Linked DNA regions of Pan troglodytes: all the other regions are linked to region 2. The links are chromatin contacts, called in public Hi-C maps. All regions are on one chromosome and are shown on one strand. The core of a region is the stretch at or near the end of the contact, and the rest is flanking DNA. Distances in the headings are between cores, read along the strand shown.

Region 1 (4,559 bases), core at 660-3,159, 210 kb before region 2:
TTCTGTTCAGATAGAAGAGCTGCGAGGCTGTCAGAGGTCATCTGCATTAAATGATTGCAGCTATTTTCCAACTGCTTCTTTTCATTCTACTCAATTCAGGCTAGGAGGATCAATCAAGTCCTCTGCCTGAAACAGTGGGACTGCTGGGAATATGACTGTTTTTGGTAGTAGTGGATATGCCCTAAACAGTATTAAATATTTAATATAAACTCATTAAAGGCCATACAAAGGCTTCAGAAGGATATCAAATTTATGGAAATATCTAAGGGGATAGAGAACCGTTTTAAAAAGTAAATAGAAAAATAATAATCAATATTATAATTTTACAGGGTATGATCAAGATAGTTCTTAAACTTACTAAATTTTACCAATAGGAGACTTTTTTCTCACCCTTGACATGGGAAGGAAAGAAAGGAGACAGGTAGACTTGGCGTCCTTATGCAGTATTTCATATGAAATTGACATGAAAGTTTTCAGTTATTTGTGTTTTTATTTTTGTTCTATAACAGTGACTTCTAGTCTAGCTATATTTATTTTTAAAGGCTTAGATATTTGTTATTTAAAAGAAATGACTGGAGAAATAAGTTGCCAGGTCTCCTACTTAAGTTTTCTGGGTGGTATGATTGGAATTAAATTATTAATGGGAGATACTTTAAAAAAGATTGTTTTATGATCTTCTATTAGGGAATTTGCAATTCATTTTAATATTTGTAGTTTGATTTATATTAAAGATAATGCAATCTATGTCCAATTAACAGTACATGGCCAGTGTAATGTGATTTCCAGATCATGCAAATGGAATAAGCTAGAAGAGGGGGAAAACTCAATTCTTAACCTCAGGTGTAATTTGCTGTGCGAGTTCTGGCAATTTTAAATGACATTGCACTTTTTAATTTTTCCAAAGGCTCAGCAGCAAATTTATCCCAATCAGGAAAACCTATTATTAATTTACAAGGACAATTGTAGGAGTCTTTATAATTTCTCTATGCAATTACTCACCATAAATTCTAATGGTAAAATACAAGGAGTTTGCAAGAAATAACAACTATTATTTGTCTTGGGCTTGAACCCTTTTCTTCAGTTTTGAACATCTTCTTGAAGTGTTGGTGGTACTGACTCCATGTGCAGCATCATATGCATTATGAGATGCTACACACAAGGCTTCGGAAAAGGGGGGCAGCACAAGAGCTGCTGCAAAGGCAACACTGGCCTCTGGCAGATTCCTGCACTCTGCATGTACAGCTGAGCTTGGACCCTGGACTTTTATATAAAAAGACTCTTTGTTCACCACTGAATGGCATTAGGCATGGACTTGCTGAGGGGCCACCATGAAGCCTCGAATGAGGAGGGCAAACACTAGCCAGAAAACACGTGAGAGTTGTAAATAGACACATCCCTGGATTTTTTTTTTTTTTTGCAAAAATGCATATTTTCACACATTATTTTGCCAATAGTTTGGTGTTTTGGTATGTTCCTAGCATTTGCTTTCTTACTGATAGACTAAGTAAGATATATTTTATTTTCTCAGTGTATTCTATCTATCTATCTATCTATCGTATCTATCAGTCAATCATGCATATATGGGAAAGGGGATCTTGCTGGATAAACAGGTGTTTGTGGCATTATATTTGTACCAGGAAAGACATTCAATCCTGTCATTCTAATAACTAGATCATTTTCCTTGTTTTAACTTTTCCTAATATAAAGTCAACTGAAGCTCAGTTAAAAGTAATATGGTGTAAGATGTAAATGTTCAAACCCTGATGACACAGAATACAACAGCCCTATTCTAATAATCAAGAAATGTCTTTAGTTTAATTTGTGTGTTTCTCGCAGCCAAAGCTTCACTCTCTGTTCAGCAATGTCTGGTCTCTTTTCAGCATAACCAACAGAAGCACCATACAAAAGTCTTACAATGGATGTCTTAATCTCTCTGTGTGCTTTTAGAGCATTATTTTGAATTCCATCATGCTGCCTTTTTTCTTTCCTCTTCTGAAGTTTTATTACAACAGCAGAATTCCCAGGGAGCTTTGGGGGCAAGGTTCACATAATATAGCCCTCAAGTTTTGCTTAGGTGGAAGCCATCCCCCAATCCTGGCCATCTTTTGATGATCCCTCTATTTCAAAAAGATTCACTCGGTAGAGTCTTATAGCATTAGCTGTATATAGTTTATTTTTTATTTTTTTATTTACCAGACAGTGAGCATCTACAACCCTTTCATGATGTTTTCTTTCTCTGACCTCACAGTGACAAGGCATCTTGTTCCTTAACATTGAGGGAGGCAGAAAAATGCTTGAGTTGCTCAATGTGTGCCTTCTATACCAGTTTCAAAATGGCTTATTCTTCTGGTTTCCATGGTGACAATTAACACTGTTTCAAGGCATTGTTCCAGTCTCCATTTGGGCAGAATTTTCGGTGTGATTTCTAACAAAAAAAAAGGAGGGGGACTTCGGTGTGGCGGGGAAGCCTTTAGCGTAACTGTCAAAAAAGTTATCTCAATCAAGTCTTCATGCATTTCTAAGTATATTTATTTCAGAAATTCCTGTTTTTGCTGGCTTTGTTTTATAATTCAGTTTTAGCATTTGTGCTAAAAGTAAGTACTCAATAAGAATTTTCTACAACTTCTTTAGTTCTTAGTTAAAATGGTAGGCTAGAGTTTGTAGTTATTTTTAACTCCTTTTTTTAAAAGTTTTTCTTTATATTTATATACACAGGGATGGCATTTAGAATAGTACTGTCCAGTGTCTTTAATTTAGATCATTCACATATCTATTAGGAGGCTTCATTAGTCAAAATTGAATTGGCCAAGCAAATACACTTAATAATGTAAATATGGCCTTTCAAGAGAGTATATTTTATTTTTGACTAGACAGAGAGGCCCACAGCAGGTGCTGTGGGGAAATTAAATACTGGATGCTTATTTACCTTAGCACTCAAGAAAAGCTTTCTGACTTTAACTTTGCTAATCTCATTTTTGCCTATTGAAGAGTAGTCTATATCATAACATCCCCAGACTACAGGACACAATGGGGCAGCCTCTGCTCACTTACTGCTGTGGGTGGAATGAATATGAAGATTAAATTATCTTCTCACCACAGGATAAAGTAGCCCCACTTGATAGGATGACCGAAAACTGATAGAGCTGGCAGTTGATTTTCTGAGTCTAATGCTTCTGAAAAGATGTTAAGAGACAGAAGAGCAAAAACATACTAGCATCAACAAAAATATAAGCTCCTGACATTATTACACATACAGCTTGAGCCCCTAAACATATTAGATTTAACCTTCAATATGCTTCAAAAATTAAAATAAATATTTTCACCTTAAATTATATAACATTTTAGTACCTTTCATTCATATATCAATACATCTAACAATTAACTAGATACTCTTAGCTTTTATATTAGAGTTTGAAGGCATTGTCCATCAATCACATCTTAAATCAAGCTGTTTAGACAGTCGGCTATATGGTGACAAAGACTGAGAGCATACATAAAGACAAGTTTCTTTTAAAGGTAATAACCTTTTATAATAGCTATTGCAGTGACTACTTATACACATTTAACAGAGAAGATTGGTTTATTACATCTAAAATTAAATTAATTGCTTTTTATATTTTTATTTGTGTAAGGCTATCATTTTTATGGGACACATCTAAGCTGTTTCCTTTCTTGACTGATCTGCTGTGTGAGAGCTGTTTAAAGTTGGGGTGAAGAGGGGGGATGAGCTTGTCACAAGTTAAAGGGATAACTGGTAGAGGCCATTCCCAAGTGGCACAGCCAGAGGACTCTTTCTGTCAATGAGTAATACCATGTGGCATAAGTAAAATATTTGAATAAGATTTTCCTGCCTGCCTGAAATACTGGTTCCCCCAATATTATATGGAAATCTTACCAAATTAATTATGTAAATCTTTGTCAGCTATATCATTTTAGATGGGAACCTGATTACATAAAGCAAATTGTCCTCTCCTCCAATCATCACTCTGACAAATAAAACACTATCTAGGTTTCTAGAATACTTCTGAATATTGAATCCAGAAAATTCAAGTGGACAGTGTGTTTCCTAAGTGCTGGAGTAACATGGTCCTGGTAATTGCCTTCCATTAGAAAACGCAATCAGAATTTCTCCTGTATCACAGGCCAAATTCTAAAAGCGCTCTAAAGCAACCCTTGATTTTCTCCACTATGCATATTCATGTAATTTTGGATACTCTGACACCCTGATCAACATTCATTAATAATATGAAATGCTTTAAATCACCCCATTTAAAACATTTTGTTCTGTGATCCACAAATGACTAACATTTGGAGAAGTTTACATAATACAAGTGATGTGCATGTTTAGTGTAAATGAAAGATTAAAATATGAAACGAAAAGTATGCAAACATATGCACGCAACTGCTGAAGATCTATTAACCGAAACAGTGATTTCATACCTTCTTTTCCTTTAATCTGCTTCCAATTGTATTTTTGTTTGGGATCTTATATAATATCATGTTTTCAAGGTGAGTGAAATCACCCAAGTGCTTGGGGACATTTGAACTTATTGATTTAT
Region 2 (4,697 bases), core at 232-2,731:
GTTAGGTCTTCAACAAACTCGTGGGATCCCTCACACAAGGCACAGATGCTCATTACGATTCTTTTTACGTGCAACACGTGGGGGACGAAGCAGTTTCATATCTCCTGGTATTATCTGCCGTCCAAAGCATTTTCTTTGAAAGGAAAATGGAAACGCAGCTGCGCCGTGGGCCCGGCCAGCGAGAGCTGGGGCTCCCTCCCTCTGTTTCCCAGCGGCTGCCGGGTGCAGGAGGCGCCTCCGGAAACTGACTTGGGTTAGGGGAGTTCAGAGGTTGCCCCAGCAGGCGCGGGACGCCGCCAGGGCGAAGGCTCGCCTTTGTGCGGGTTGGCTGTTTCCCGAGAGCCATCAGGGTGGGAGGGGACGCCCGGGTCTGCGGCAAGGGCAGGCGTCTGGCCCCTACACCGTGTGCGGGGACGCTAGGCTGGGCGGCCTGTGTCACTCTTGGCCTTGGCAACTTCTGGCCAATCCGCCCTGCCCCTCTGGGTCCCGGCGGGCCGGCTGCGCCCTAGGCTCAAAGGGTTAAGCAGGTGCCTCTCCGGGCGAGGCGCTATTGGCCGAGGGCAGGGGCGGCGCGGCCGCGGTCACCTCGCTTCGCCGATCCCAACTTGGTTTCCTGCGGAAGGCAAGGCGGCCACTCGTCCCCTGGCTGCGGCTGCGGGGCCCAGGCCTTGGCGCGCAGGGAGTGGAAGGAGAAAAGGACGAGAAGGGGCAAGCACCAGCCGCACCAGCAAAGGGGGCGAAGGTGGCGCGCGCAAGATGAGGGGAGCTGAAGCCCTGCATCCCGAAGGAGGCTGCGCCCACCGCCCGCAACTCCACTCCAGGCTCGCCAGCCGGAAGAAAGAGGAGGAAGTGGGACAACGGGGGTCCTGGGCAGGGGGTAGGGGAAACGATCAACTCCCACTGCCCCCACCCACTAGCCGAGTTGGAATGCAAGTCGTCACTTAAAAAGGCTCACCCAAACCGCAGGCATCCCTCCTCACCCCTTAAAGAAACATTGATGTAATAGTGTGGAGAAGTAACTGAGAGACGCGAGGAAATAAATGCACGTGTTTTCTCTTTTTGTTTCCCTGGTGGTTGGAATTTGCAGAGTTCGTCTCAGTGGTGGCTGCTAATTTATTCGTTTCATCGGTCGAAAGGGGCGTATAGAGGTGGGTCATCGGGGCACAACCGGATCCCTCTAGCCGGACCTCACCTCACAAGTTTGTCCTGGACCAACCCGCCCGCCCACCAGCAGCGGGAAGGGCCCATTCTTATAAGGAGAACAAACTCTCCATTGCACAAAAGCGGCTTCTTTTTTTCTCTCCGTCTTTGCACACCATCCCTCCTCGATAAGTATCAAGTTCTCGAGGAGCCCAACTTGCGCTTGGCAGCCCTCGCGCTGCCTGATGTGCATAAGACGGGCAGAGAGGGGTTCCGGCCAGGAAGGGAGGCTCTACGCCCCCATTCCTGCACACGCGGGCTGGCTTCCAGGTTGCTGGAAGCCGCGGGAGGCGCGAGCTTGCCTGGATGGTGGTTATTTCTCTAGAGAAAGGAGGAGAGAGAGAGCGCGCCTGAGTCTTGCACTTTGGGTCGGAAGTGCGCGGCGTGTGTGTGTGTGTGTGTGTGTGTGTGTGTGTAGAGGGGGGCGGGAAAGAAACGCACCCTCCGCTGCCGGTCATTCCCTTGCACCGGCCAAGTCCTCGCCAAGCCTCCCGGTGCATCCTTCCTCCGCCACCCCCTCCCCTTCTTCCCTCAGCTGGGCTCGCGCGGCGCAGCCGGAGCAGCCAGTGAGAGCAACATCCTGGAAAGAGGGGGGAGCACCGCCGCCCCCCAAAAGGGAAAAAAGGCCCCACCCTGACACGTTTTGCTGTTTGCAAGTCCCTCGCACGCCCCCCGCACCTCCTCCTCGCGCTTGCGGCCCCCCCCACCCCAGCCCGCTGCGCGCACATCAAAGCGCCTCTCCGCCGCGCACAGTGGCCGCGGCTCACTAATGGGATTGCAGGCTGGTGCCTGGCTCCGCTGCTGCCGCCGCCGCTGCTCGCGCTGCTGCTGCTGCCGCCGCCCGAGCCCGAGCCCGAGCCCCCGCCAGCCCGAGCCCAGAGCCGCCGCGCCCGGGGGCCGAAGCCGCGGCGATGATCCGAATCTTTCCGGATTTCAGCGTGCAGGTGACGGCCGCGGCGGCCGGCGGGGCGGCCGCGGGGGTGCCGGCCGGCGCGGGCATGGGGAGGGCCGGCGCCGCGGCCAACGGCACCCCGCAGAACGTCCAGGGCATCACCTCCTACCAGCAGCGGTGAGTAGTCCCGCCTGGGCTGGGATAGTGCCCCCGCCCCGGGGTGCTGGGGTGGGACTCACTTTGCCTCCTGTTTTGTGTCTTACAACACACATGCACATTGCCAGGGCTCACTTTGCCTGCCCCTCGTTCTACAGATGAGGAAGAAAAACACACTTCACTTTGGTGGATTGAAAAGCACTCCAGTGCGCTGGCGAAGTGAAATCATCCTTTGCCCTTTGCCTGGCCCCAAATCCAGAGCTTCAGCCCCGAGTAGCGGAGGAGTTGCAGCGAAGTCTGAGACGCCGCACAAGGTGCTTTTGCAAAGTTTAGGATCCTCATGCCTTTCCAGTGGAATTTTCTCAATGCCTCAGCCGGATGCGGACCCGCGCATACGGACAGCTAGGGGGGCAATTGATCACTGGAGGCTGATTGATCATTTGTTTCCAAACAGAATAGGAACGATTTTCATGTGTAGCTGTAAACTTGCAATTCTACATAATAGTGTTATCATGTCACCTGTTACTACAGGGAAATACAGCATGAAATCCGAGTCTCTTCGGCGCTGTTAAGTATTCATCTTAAACGCATTATAATGCAAATGCATAAGATTCAGGGATACAAGTTAGGAAGCAAATTTTACAAAGTCAGGCTAGGTGGTGAGAAGGAAGTTTTAAAGTATTATTTGTAGTTCTCTTAAACGTATTTATAGATTTTTCTTAAAAATCACGTATTTGACATTGAAATAGTAATTTGATTCAATAAGGAAAGAAAGGGAAAGCAATTTACCACTACCAACAGCTTTAGAACCCTGAAGTTTTTCCTGAAGGACAACTTTTGATGTTCCAAGATTTTACTGAAAATGTAATCCACGAAAATGCGCTGAGAAAAACTAACAATGTACTATGAAAGGTAAACTCCCCATTTCTGGGGCTTGGTTTTATAAAAGATGGAAGAAAAAAGAACACATCAAAGTGTGAAATTAAATATTTGTGTTTCCCAGATTGCACATGATTAAACATCTGAGAGATTTGCCAATGGCATTTAACTTAAAATATACACAATGCATAATTCAAATAACAGTTCCTATTTTTACCTTGTATTTCAAACTTCATTGATTTGAGAACCTTTGATTTGAACCAACAGTATTTAAACTGAAAAGGTTAAGATAATCTATCACTGCCATATTTTGTGCCTTCCAAGCAATGGCCCAGTGACCAGAGCAGATTTTGCATAACACACTGAGTGTTTTCCAAGTTGATGTCCAGTATTCCAAATATTCTGTAGAAGACTTCATTATATTCTCTGTGTACTGTCTGAAGTTTTTTTTTTAAAAAGAGTTTGGAAAATAACTCAAAAAGGGGCTATTCCTTGTCAAAGGGATTTTTCATTTAAATTATTTTAGTCTTGTTTTACTTCAGTGATTACAGGAATCTTTAATACAAAAGATCTGGGACTCTTTCAAACATGAAAGACTAGAAAAGAATTAGATTTTTCCTTTTCATGGTTCAGGTATGTTTTTTTGGTCACTTATACAACATTTAAATGACAATAGTATCTGGCGGTCACTTTAGGAAGTGCAGGCAATGGTCACAATAGTATGGTCTGTGAAGTAGGGAGTCAAGGGTCAGAAATGTCAGATGGCCTTTGGAAGATTTCAGGGACCTCCGGGAACTTGAGCTAACTTATACCATATAAATTGGGCATAAAAGGGTGGGGGATTAGGAATTTTCTGCCATCAGGTTTGCTCTGAGTGTTGTTATCCTTTACCATAAAGATCACCTCAGAGAGAATTTTCCCTCAAGGCAGGAGCACCAGGGGCAGTCCCCTACAGTCTGCCACCTCAGCACTGAGAGCTGCACTGGTGCTTTCCACTTTCAACTTTGAATTTGGGCACCTTATGAAGTCTCTGAATCCCACTGCAGTTCTAAAGACTAAGGCTTTTTTTTTTTTTTTTTTTTTTTTTTTCCCTAGCATCTCTAAACTTTAGCCTTTCGGGTGTATTATTCCCTCCTTCGATTTTTATGTTATATTGGCAGAAGAGAAGATGATAGCTGTGAAAAATGTAGCCTTCTTTGATTTTGTTACTAAGACATGATGACACCTGTTACTGTCTTTTAGTCAAAATAGGGGGAGGGGGGCAGAGAGTGAGCCGTGTAGGTCAAGGTCATTGGCAGGTGTTGGAGGTAGGGTCTGAGTCAGGAGTCCCCTGTCCTCTGGCACCTCAACAGGATTGTGGAGTTCTGAAGGACAGACTTAGTTTCCGCTTGGATTTGTTTCCATCTGGATTTGTTTGTTAAGTGAATGGTGACATATCATTTTACCAAAAAATTATTTTTAAGTACTTTTGAGGAGTCCGCCGCGGGAGTGACAGGAGTGGGGGGTTTTTCAAGCAAAGAGTGGCCTCTTGGGAGACTACAAGCTTCTCTCATTTGTCATCTTCGGGCAG
Region 3 (4,604 bases), core at 18-2,517, 230 kb before region 2:
CTTTTAGGATTTTTTTAAAATACAAGGGCTTAGAATGGTATGGTAAATACATTTCTAACCATAATAATTATTAAATATAAATACGTGTGGAATAGAATTAGAAATTCTGAGGAATAGGAAATATAGAGTACAAGAAGAAATATGGAACATAGTTGACTTGCTATTTTATAACTATTGATATCAAAATGATGTTGTCATAGATATGAACTAATCTCAGAAAACAGATTAATCACACTATTCCTGTATTTCATAAATTCACACATTTCAGCTTTCTGGAATAGCTCTCTTTTATTTTGTTCTGGACCAAATTGATCTAACTAATTTCAGATGTGATTTGATATTCTTATGACTAAACTTGAGCCCCTAAAAGTGTAATGTTAGGTTGGTTCATGGTCCAGGTCATAGTAGCTAAACTTGAAATAGAAGACAATTCATTAACTTTTTTAAAAAAAATTCACATGGTGGTGTACAGAATAGAAGGACGTGTCAAAAAATTAAATTCTGTTAATTAGGCCTTATATTGGAATTTCAGTGTTGAGTGTTACATCTCTACCCTGATGTTCAAAATGAAACAAATTACAGTTATCGAAGCAGTCAAGGTAAAAATGTACTAGATATATCAGGCACAAGAATTTAATGGTAATTTTTTACCTCTTTTCCTGGTAGATTAATTTTATAGCTTAATTGTATGTTAGATTAAAACTCCATTAAGATAAGAAGAATATGCTTAAATTCATTATAATATTTCAAATAACATTATCTAGTCATTTAAAAAGTGATCAGAATGGAAAGATCTAGACTGTCTCCACTGCTTATCTAGAAATGAATTTGTTGTTTCATTTTTATTAAAGTTTGAAAAGTCCTTAGATTAACTGTGATATTAATTTGAGCTTTGATGAATCAGTGTTTGCTATGAATACTTGAATATTTTTTTTTCCTTTTTTTTTCTTTTTTTGAGAGAGGGCAAAACTTATCCTGAAAATGTTTAGGGGAAGAAAAAGTAGATGAATGTGGTTTCTCAACAATGTTTGAAACACTGTTCATGCTAGAGCCTGTAATTCCTATTTGAATCACTTCTTTAAAAAGAAAAAAAAAAAAAGATGTTAAGAGAATAGGATGCCAAGAAATAGTTGGCTGTGTGTGTGGAGGGGCAACGAAGGGAAGCCCCGCCAGCAGTTTTTGTCTCTAGCGGGTGAGCTACTGTCCGGAAGGTGCGTTGGCTCTCTGGGCTGGCCTCTGAGGCATTGTGCTGCTCCCTCTCTCCCTGGCCTGGCTGGCTCTGGCCTAGAGTGGATCAAACAAGCCGTGGGGAAAGTTCCCCTCATTTGCATCACTTCTAGACAGCCCTGTCGTACTCTTTGCTGACAGGAAATCACTGTCTTTGTCACCTTTTCTCAGGGCCCTCCTTTTGGCAGAGATGGGCCATGTGACCACGCTTAATCACAACAACAGGGCTGGCTCAGGACTCAATGACATGTTTTCCTCAGCACTTCAATAAATGGGGTAGAGGAGTCAGTAGGAAATGAGTACATTAATTTTAGAGTGAAAAGATAATTAACACTTGAAGGACTAATGCTACAACCTATGGAATTATTATTCAAATTGAAGTTAATTTATCAAAAACTTGTGAAAACTATCTGCCCTAATGCAACTGTTTAAAAAAATAAAACTTGAATAGTAAGAGTTGGGCATGTTGGAGGCAGAGTGGGAAGAAGGCGGGGAGAGGGGGGCTTGGATGGAGAGTGGAGAGTGAGGGGAGAGAAAGGGAGAGAGGGAAATCATAGCAGGCATTAGCTATGTTTGAAAAAGCAACTTAAATGGGCTAAAACTTCAACATTTGGGACTGAAGGCTGGAGCACGTAAAACGCTTACTTAGATGATATGAATAGGACACTGGCAAACAAAAGCAGCAGTGTGCTCCTAGAAAACTGTGCTTAAAGGAGTTTCCTTGGCAACAGAAATGCAGTTCCAAAAGTAGACAGAACTTTCCTCAGAAAACATACTATTAATAACAACCTTCCGGAACAACTTGGAACAATTTGACGACTTGGCAATAATAATGCCAAGTGTTCTGCAAATTAATCTAACACATAACAGTTATGTTTCTCTTGCCTGTAATTCTGCTGGACCCTACCTAGAACTCATGCTTTTAGCAGCACAAATGTGAAAAATATTTCTAAATGCTGTCACAGAAAAAGAAAACCAAAAGAAATGCTAGTGGCCAACAGTGGCCAATGATTGTATTCAGCCTTTTGGAATCTACTAACAACTCTGAGTTCAATGAGATAAGTTTATTCCAATAAATGCTCCTATATTTACTATCTCATTTCAGTAAAGAGGCTTCCACAAACAAAACTTGGTAAAGGGTTAACAGTCTGAGACTTGCTGTGATGTGAAGCACATCTGAGGCCGTTGGTTATGTAAATGTAATGCTCACTAAATATGTGCTGAGTGTTATTTTTTAAAGTATCATCATTTCTTGTTAGCCTAGAGAATAAACTAATCTTGGATGTACTTGGCCAACGGGAATCATTTGAATTCTCCTGAAGGCTATCCGTTTGCCAGCCAAGAGAGGTAGAGTATTCCCCTCCTCTGACCTTTCTTGAATCCTTGGATCTAAAGGTTAAAAGTAATCAATATCTCATTGTGCTGCTTGGTTTCAGGGTAATAAGTAATAACCATCATGTTAAAATCCAAATGATTACAGATAGCACTTAAATTAGTTGACCTGTTTGGGAGATTTTATTACTTCCAATCAGGATAATAATTAGAGTTTGCTAATAAAATTTTGGATTAAGTTGCAAAAAATTTCAGCCTTTAATTTTTTGAAAAATGACTTTTACTTAATTAGATGGGAATGCGTAGTATTCCCTCTTTTGTTAAGCTGATAGCTTTACTTTAGCCCCAGATATTTGTAGATTTCTTTCTAGTTTCTAGAAAAGAAAGTAGAGGAACATTTAAATTTCTAATAAGAAAAGGTTTTTGGATCACTGCCGTCTTTGGCTCCTGAACTACTCAAAACTATGTATATGTTTCAGGTTAGTGACTTCATAGCAATGACCCTCACCTACTTTTTAGCATGTCCTGTTTTTAAATTACTTATCTTTAGTGGTTATATTCATATTGGGGCTAATCTGGTTTGAGGCTGGCAAAAAATTATATGATGTATGATTAAACTTTACAGACAGCTATGGTATGAATGGGGTTATTTATTTTGTTTAAAAAAAGAGTATCAAAATTTAAAGATGAAAACCAAGTATTATCATTGACAAAGAGGTATTAATATAAAAAAGATAAATGATAGGCTTAATGTTCCATGTAATTACATCAGGAAGGCATTGATTATCATAATTATAACCACAAGGAAGTGTATAAGGTACATATGCTATTTGGTCTAAATAATTTGTCTTTTATCATCGTTCTAGTTTTTATAGTTTATTAGAACTTCTTGAATGTATTCCTAAAGCAGGAATGTGGGGCTAAAAGGTACCTAGGTAACGTTTCAGTTATTTCAAAAGAAGTCCTGGTACCTGTTCAGAATAGATGGTAAGGCTCAAGGGAAAAGTTTTCCCATAGTGCTTTCACATTAAACTCATTAACTTCCTTTATGTCCGCATCTCATAACATTGTCTAACTTTGGAAAGAAGCACATTTGTGGTTGTCCTAGGGATATCAATTTGGAGTATTAGGGAATTCTCCAACCCAGCTAGCTGCATTACCAACTGACCGTACTGCCTTTAATCCCATTCTTAAGATTCATTTCTTTGGGGTAAAGAAGAATGCACTCTACTGAATGCAGATATTCTGTGGGGAAGGCGCAGGAGAATGATATTGAATTAAATATCAATTTTAATATCTAGCTAAAATAGAAAGGCATTGGGAAGGGAAGAGAGTGGGTAGAGAGAAGAAATCCAGAAAAGGGAACAAAAACAGATGTTATCTTCTTCAACATTTGATAAAAAGAGAAGTGTGTTTATGTGTATGTATATGTGAGTATGTTTTTCTGGTATTGAGATGGGCGTAGGATAGAGGGAGAAAGAAACTTATCAAATAGTAAGATTTTACTAATAAATTTGATTGTGTCAATGCCCCATTCACATTATCTTATTTAATGCTCACAGGGATCTTGATTATTTTCCTTAATTCATAGACCCTGAGCCAAAAACATAAAGAGGTTAGGAAGCTAGCCTAAAAGGCACAGAACTTGTCCCTTAGTCAGGCTAGGCTAGGGTATGCCAAGAGAACAAATATGCCCCAAATCTCAGAGGCTTAAAGCTGCAAAGATTTATTTCTCATGCATACTACATGTCCATCACATGTTGGCTATTGGCTCTGCTTGGCATTGTCCTCACTCTTAGACTTAGGCTAATGGCGCAGCCACCGTCTTAAATATTCCCTTACTATGGTAGAGAGAAAAGGGAGCTCTGGCGGGTCTCACTCTGGCCATTAAGCCTTCTCCCTGGAAGAAACACATGTCAGTTCCACTCAAAATTTTTTTTGGCCAGAACTAATTGCATGGCCACAACCAACTTCAAAGTAGATGGGGGAAATGCAGCCCTACCACGTGCCTGAAATGCAGAAAGCTAGAAATATTTGTGGAGCTG

What was found. Hi-C and Micro-C count contacts between places; a contact is called where the count stands out from the background.
Region 1: a contact with region 2 is called in a Hi-C map of stem cell-derived neural progenitor cells, with 2.9 times the contacts expected there. The contact joins the enhancer-like site here to the promoter of NPAS3 in region 2. A contact is called at or near these places in 2 of 7 Hi-C or Micro-C datasets (induced pluripotent stem cells and stem cell-derived neural progenitor cells), 1 of 1 datasets of contacts at active chromatin or transcription factors (stem cell-derived excitatory neurons) and 1 of 1 other capture datasets (stem cell-derived neural stem cells).
Region 3: a contact with region 2 is called in a Hi-C map of stem cell-derived neural progenitor cells, with 7 times the contacts expected there. The contact joins the enhancer-like site here to the promoter of NPAS3 in region 2. A contact is called at or near these places in 2 of 7 Hi-C or Micro-C datasets (induced pluripotent stem cells and stem cell-derived neural progenitor cells), 1 of 1 datasets of contacts at active chromatin or transcription factors (stem cell-derived excitatory neurons) and 1 of 1 other capture datasets (stem cell-derived neural stem cells).

The regions. Positions count from the first base shown.
Region 1 is chr15:30,967,407-30,971,965 of NHGRI_mPanTro3-v2.0_pri, forward strand. All of the region lies in intron 10 of AKAP6 (A-kinase anchoring protein 6), which reads left to right. Among named protein-coding and RNA genes, the nearest start is that of NPAS3, 200 kb to the right of the region's middle. Within about 2 kb of position 1,910, at least 7 of the 24 cell types and tissues checked have an H3K27ac peak or open chromatin away from gene starts, as enhancers often do. A contact at or near this core is called in stem cell-derived neural progenitor cells and stem cell-derived neural stem cells, where this site is marked.
Region 2 is chr15:31,172,940-31,177,636 of NHGRI_mPanTro3-v2.0_pri, forward strand. NPAS3 (neuronal PAS domain protein 3) reads left to right here and starts at 1,482. Exons shown (of 12, transcript XM_054666466.2): 1 at 1,482-2,269. The coding sequence starts at 2,112.
Region 3 is chr15:30,942,119-30,946,722 of NHGRI_mPanTro3-v2.0_pri, forward strand. The region is part of intron 10 of AKAP6 (A-kinase anchoring protein 6); the gene reads left to right. Among named protein-coding and RNA genes, the nearest start is that of NPAS3, 230 kb to the right of the region's middle. Within about 2 kb of position 1,268, at least 16 of the 24 cell types and tissues checked have an H3K27ac peak or open chromatin away from gene starts, as enhancers often do. A contact at or near this core is called in induced pluripotent stem cells, stem cell-derived neural progenitor cells and stem cell-derived neural stem cells, where this site is marked.